2 separate regions of the Sus scrofa genome follow, and region 2 is linked to region 1. A link is a contact called in public promoter capture Hi-C data. All regions are on one chromosome and are shown on one strand. Each heading gives the region's core, a stretch centred on a gene start, on an enhancer-like site or on the middle of the called end of the contact. The rest is flanking DNA. Distances are from core to core; before and after follow the strand shown.

Region 1 (3,169 bases), core at 387-2,886:
AACTAGGGATGGTGTACCTGGTGGCCGTCTGGGACAAATGCAGGGTGGCTGGATCTCGCAGTTGGCACTTGTAAGGGCGGGGAGCTGAGTAGCAGGGTCAGCGAGAGGCCAGGGACAGGGACTCGCCTCTCATACGTGGCGGTGACGAAGAAGGCATAGGCACGCGTGTGGCGGTGATGGCGGACTTGCACGATGAGCTCGGGGATGCCCACACGGATGTGGTTCAGCAGCCACAGCAGCGTGTGGTCATCGGTCGTGTCTGCCAAGGGTACAGGGACAGATGGGTCTTGCCACGAGTGGTCCAAGACCTCCTACAGACTCCCACTCAGAGAAGCTTAGCTCAGGGGCCTTGGGCTACTGGGCAGAAGTACCTGGGAAGGTCATCAACACATCGCAGTTCTCTGTAGGCACTGTCTTCATCCATGCCTTGTGGGACACCAGGTACCGACCCACCTGCAGGAGCCGCTTCCCAAAAAGCTTATCTGGGGAGCAGGCAGGGCAGGATGGGGTCAGCCCACTCCTGGATCAGGACCCTGGCCTCCAGTCTCCGCCCCTCCAGCCCTGGCACCTGATCACACACTCGCCAGGGCTCCTGGGCATTCAGCCTGGCATTCAAGGCCCTGTGAGCTCTGGCCTTGGCTTGTTTCCTTCCCTCCACGTCCTTGCACCAGCCAGGTCCTTCTCCAGGAATGCCCTTCCCCCAGGTCCTTCCTTACAAATCTTACTCATTCTAGAGGCCCAGCTCCGCCTCCAAAACCACAATCGCTGGGCACTCACTAGCAGCTCTGAGCGCCTCACCACATTATGTCATAGCTTCCTCATAGCAGGGTGCGGTTCTTACCCCCATTTCACAGGTGAGGAAACTGAGGCAGAGAGCATCTAAGTCACGCGCTCAAGGTCACACAGTCGAAAAGGGATTTGAACCCAGGACTATGTGATTCTGTATCCTCTATGGAGAGGGCCTCCCAAGCGCATCACTGCCGGGCCGCGATCCCGTAGCCCAAGGGGTGACTAGGCTCAGCCCGGGGACGGGGCTCTAGGAGGGGCGTGTCCGTGTCTCTGCTCTGGGACCCCTTAACCGCTGCACGGTCACAGCCGCGCCCGCCGGGCCGCAGCCGCAGTGCCGGAGGAACGGGCCCCTCGACTGGACTCCAGGCCCGGGACCGCTGAGTCCAATCCCGCTCCCCGTACAGCCGCCGTGAACATCCCAGGCACCTGCAACCCTGTCATATTCAGGCACTGCACACATACCCAGAACTCCAGACGCCGGGGCTGCAGGCTCGCCCTCCGGCGGAGGCCTCTTACCACGTTCGTCCTCCAGGGACGTGCCCCCGGCGCCGGAGGCGGATTCGGCCATGGCGAGGGCAGGGCGGGTCAGGAGCTGCGGGTGGCCCAGGCGCCGGGGGCCCGCGGGCTCATGGGGCCGGTGCAGCAGCCGAGTGCGCTGGAGGTGGAGACAAAGGCCGCGCCCGCCCGCGCCGGCCGCCGTCCCCGCGTGCCCGAGATTGTTTCTCGTCCCCGTCCGCGCCGAACCTCGATTCTCCTGGGCCCAGCGCCCGTCGTTCTCTGGTTCTCGACTCCGCCCGTGTTGTTTTCTGAGTTTCGTTCTCGCCCGCCCACCTCGCTCTCTGGTGCTCGTCCCCGCCCGCACCGAACGCGAATTCTCCTCCTGGTCCCCGCCCGCACGGTATTCTGGGTCTCGTCCCCGCCCGCCGTGGACCTGGATCCTCCGCCTCCTAGCTTTAGTTTCCACATCTGTTTGGAATCCGAGGTGGACGTGGGAGGGGGCGGACCTAGTCGGGGGAAATTCCTGGTAGCAGAAATTTCAACCACCGCAGCAGGGATGAGAATAAATATATCAGAGCCTGCCTTAGGGCCTTAGCACATGCTGTTCAGCTATCTAGGACTCTCTTCACACCCTTTGTCCAGTTAACTCCAACACCTTTAAAGATGTAACGTCCTCAGAGAGGATCTGATTGTGTTACCAAATTTAGCAAATAAAAATACAGTCCTTCTGGAGTTCTCAACGTGGCGCCGGGGAAACGAATCCGACTAGGAATCATGAGGTGGCAGGTTCGATCCCTGGCCTCGCTCAGTGGGTTAAGGATCCGGCGCTGAGGTGAGCTGTGATGTAGGTCGCAGAGGTGGCTTGGATCTGGCGTTGCTGTGGGTGTGGCATAGCCTGGCAGCTGTAACTCCGATTCGACACCTAGCCCAGGAATCTCCATATGCCGCGGGTGCGGCCCTAAAAAGCAACAACAACAATAATAATATTACAGTCCTCCTAGTTAAATGTGAATTTCGGATAAATGAATAAATTTTCAGTATGTCCCAAGTATTGCATGGGATATAGTTACACTAAAACGTTACTCATTGTTTATCTGAAATTCACATTTAACTGAGTGCCCTGTATTTTGCCTGTCACTTGGACCTCCCGACCACCCTGAATGGCCTCCTCCATTAGACTGAAAAGCCAGCGCGCGCAGAGTCCCAGGCAAATTCTGTTCTCACACAGTAGGCACTTGATGTATACTTTCGACAGACAGAACTCGGAGACGGCGAATGTCATCGTTTGCCCTTCTTTACAAATGAAAAAATTGAGCAGAGCGAGGCATGGGGTCTTTAGACCTGTATCCTGTTCGTCTTCCCAAAGTATATGAGCGCCGCCCTCCCGCTCCGTCCTAGAACCAGAGAATTAGTCGTGCGAAAGCGTCCTGCTGAGATCCCACCCGTCCGGTGCCTGGAATTCCACCATCTGCGCTTTATTCCATCAGCCGCCGCTGTCCTGGGTTAACCTGAAAGTAATCTCTGAGACTCCCCTCTGGCTTTCGGGGAGCCATAGACCAACCGAACACTCAACTCTGCAGCAGCAGACCTGGGCCAGAGTAGCCCAGAGGGGCGAGAGGACTGTGCTGGGGGTTCTAGGGAAGCTTCCTGGCAAAGGGGACCTTGGAGCTAGGCACTGAGGCTGAGCTTGTCAGAGGAAGAAGGGTATACGAGGCCATGGAGACAGCGGGAGGAAATCTAGGGAGGGGTGAGAACTGTAGAGTTCCGAGAAAACTAGAAATCTTCCCAGAAGTATGGACAAGATTTTCCCAGGGTCAGTGCATAGGTTCCCCGGAATTCTCTCCCGGTCACTGAGATGCTCTTGCTTCGCCTAAGGCTATGT
Region 2 (3,169 bases), core at 292-2,791, 600 kb before region 1:
TTATTTGTCTTGTGCCCTGCTGGGCCCCCAGCATCCAGCACAGTGGCTGGCACACAGCAGGTGCTCAATAAATGCTTGGAAAACAAATGAATGGATACAACAGGCATGTACAGGTCCCATTAGACTCCAAGTAGTTAAACAAATCAATTCAGCAGGAGGTATAAATTCTAGGGCCTCCATGGGCTGGGCAGATGGAATGACATAAAAATAAGAGGGCTGGGGCTGGGCTGAGGTAGAGGTCACATGCCCTGCTTCAGTGGGGTCCTGCATCTCGACTCCCATTCAATAGGTGCCAAAAGGTCGCCTGAACTCAGTTGTAGAGTGCTCTGATTTTTCTTAAAAATCAGACCTCTGAATTTTTACATGACATCTCCTGATTTACCTGAAAACCAATCTAATTGAAAATTAAACAAACAGGTCCACAGCATGCTGAAAATAATAGCTATTTGTGAGGCTGTTCATTCACTCATTCATTCATTCCTTCATGGTGGGAATCTTCGCACTGCAAGGACACAGAGATGAGCCAAAACAAGCTGGAGCCTCTTCTCTGGAGTGTAAGGTCAAGTGTGAGGGGCGACTTTACCAGATGATAGCACACATAAAGAAAAATTATAACTGTAATAAGTGAGATAAGTGCTGACCTATGCAGGGAGGTCTGGTAGGAGAAAGAAGCGGGTGACAGAAGTGGATAGAAGGAACATCACAAACTCAGGCCCACTACATGCACACGCACATGCGCACACACACACACATACTTAAAAAGAAAACTGGTGCGAAAGAACTGTCTTCGCTGAAATGTACCAATTCCAGAGTTCAGAAAGAAGGCCTTACCTGTGCTCGGTTCTCTCGACTCCTCCCCAAAGCCCTGCGTGTCCTTCTTTTTCCTATAAGGAGAAGCAGACAGCGTCTACTTTCAACAGGACAAAGAAACCGTTTAGTCCCCGGGCCCTGACTCCCAGCTCAGAGGGGAGCTCTAACCTTACCGCTGATTTGCTGTGTGACCTCGCTGTTCAATAATCCTCCCTGCCCCGCCCATCACAGCTATGCCTGCAGCCACGGACGGTGTGGAGAGGGTGGTCCGAAGGTGCCAGATGCGGGGTTGAGGGTACAGGCTAGGGCTAAGAGATTCTTGGGTGATGGGCCTGAGGCTCTCGTGCTTGTGAGCAGAGGGATCTCAGGAGAGTCCGATTTCATGTCGCTGTGGCCTGGAGGGTCACAGGAGGATGGCCCATAATGAAGGCGGGGCCAGAGGGCTGGGACTCGAGGGCAGGGCCCGCGGCGTAGGAAGGGCTCAAGCTCTCGGGGGCGGGGCTACGGGTCCCCCGGATGGAGCTGCGGTCCAACGCGGCCTACTCACAGTTTAAAGTTGAGCACCGCCCCGGCGTTCATCAGCAGCGTCCTGCAGAGGGAGAATACGGTTACATGGGCCGCCCCTCACCCCGTCGGGCCCTCTGGCCCAATCTTCCGGTCCCCCTAATTACCCAAACAGCAGGATGTCCCCGATCATCGTTACGGCCGGAGTGTCCGTCAGAACAGGAAGCGGAAGCCTCTGGGAGGGAGGGGAGAGGAACACGAGCCGACCAATCTCGAAGCAGCTCTGGCAAGGGCTGAGCCAATCAAAGACCAAGGCAGTCAGGGTCCCGCCTGCTGTAGACCAAACCCCCTTCAGAAAGAGAGAGCGCCGCTCCTTGTTGGGGAGGTCCAGAGTGTAACCAAGAAAGGGCGGGGCGGGGTCCTGACGTCTCCCAGGGGCGGAGCCATCTGGGGGCAGACTTGGTTCACCAATTGCGAGCCAGTCGCGCAGGCTTGAGGGACCAGCGCGCTGGAGAACTAGAGCAGCAGCTTCTGTTGTGGGGTTGGGGTCTCGGATGGGGCTTCTGGAGAAACACGGTCCCCTGATCCTTGAACTGCATAGGGGAATGGGTCTTGACAGAGTGGGCTCTCCAGGGCATGGAGGCCCAGATTGATTGGACTCCAAAAGGGCCTCCTCCCGGGCTCCACGGGAGCCGGGATCCCACACTAGACGGGCAGTACCGGGGGCAGGGGTCCCAACTGACCGATTCCCTTGGAAGACGGGGTTCCTTGTGGAGGACAGATGTCATGACTTACAGAGGGCTGAGATCATGACAGCTTTATAGACGACAGGGGTCCTGACTGAAGGGGCCCTTTGGTGCACGGGATTATGGGGTTCACAACTGATCCGGCCCCACGAGGGACGGAGGTCCTCCTGATCTAGGGGCTCCACAGAGACGAGGGTCCTAATCGAGCCCCACGGGAACCGGTCCTTGATGATCCATCCTGCCTGTTGGGCCCTGTGCTGAGCGAATCTCGTCCCCCTACAAAGACAGCTCCCCTGCCCAACTCACACACCACAAGGACCCCTCGAAGCCCACTTCGCTGGGCTGGGGGTCGTGATGGCCGAAGGGACTGACTGTGTGACACTCGACCGACAGGGCTCCGTAGGACAGGATTGTCCCAAGACCCGCTCCGAAGCCAGCGGTAGCCCCTCCTCTCCCGCGGGGGCCGGGTTGGGGGCGGTGCCTGGCGGGCGGGGGCGGGTCCAGCAGCGGGGCGCATTCGCCGGGCCTCGGGCAGCTGGACGCACCCGGCCGGGGGCTGGGGTGCGACCCGTCAGGCGCCATGGAGCTGCTCTCGGCGCTGAGCCTGGGCGAGCTGGCGCTCAGCTTCTCGCGGGTGCCCCTCTTCCCTGTCTTCGACCTTAGCTATTTCATCGTCTCCATTATCTACCTCAAGTATGAGCCAGGTGAGCCTGGGTTGGGGGCTGGAGAGGGCTGGCATTAAAGGGACGGGGGTAAACCCTGGGGGTCTGGAGGAAGAGAAAGGCCTGGATCGTGGAGGGGAGGGGACAGCCCCAGGGCCTGGTTCGGGGGAGCAGGCAGGTGCCGGGATCGTGAGATTCTCCTATTCGGGAGCGGGAAGAGGGTAGGGACTGGAGGGAGGGCAAGGGGAGAAGCCCCTGGGATTGCGGGGCTGGGGGAAGGGAAGCTGATGCAAGCCAGAGGGAAGGAAAGTGATTGTTCAAAGGAGGGGGAGCAGGTACTGGGGAGGAAGCAAGGAGAGAAGGTCTGGGGTCCTGCTGGGTAGGGTCACGTGTGCTTGGGCAAGGGTCGTAGGTCGTGGTGAGGGCACCGGCGGGGGTTGGCGCTCT

What was found. Promoter capture Hi-C pulls out the DNA fragments that hold promoters and counts their contacts.
Region 2: a promoter capture Hi-C map of liver shows a contact between it and region 1, with 3 times the contacts expected there. The contact joins the promoter of SMIM7 here to the promoter of ANO8 in region 1. A contact is called at or near these places in 1 of 5 promoter capture datasets (liver) and 1 of 2 datasets of contacts at active chromatin or transcription factors (alveolar macrophages).

The regions. Positions count from the first base shown.
Region 1 is chr2:60,355,661-60,358,829 of Sscrofa11.1, reverse strand. It overlaps ANO8 (anoctamin-8), which reads right to left and starts at 1,636. Exons shown (of 19, transcript XM_021083565.1): 1 at 1,306-1,636; 2 at 372-482; 3 at 127-259. The coding sequence starts at 1,357.
Region 2 is chr2:60,959,904-60,963,072 of Sscrofa11.1, reverse strand. SMIM7 (small integral membrane protein 7) reads right to left here and starts at 1,541. Exons shown (of 5, transcript NM_001244720.1): 1 at 1,482-1,541; 2 at 1,358-1,399; 3 at 832-884. The coding sequence starts at 1,507. TMEM38A (trimeric intracellular cation channel type A) reads left to right here and starts at 2,546. Exons shown (of 6, transcript XM_021083580.1): 1 at 2,546-2,764. The coding sequence starts at 2,641.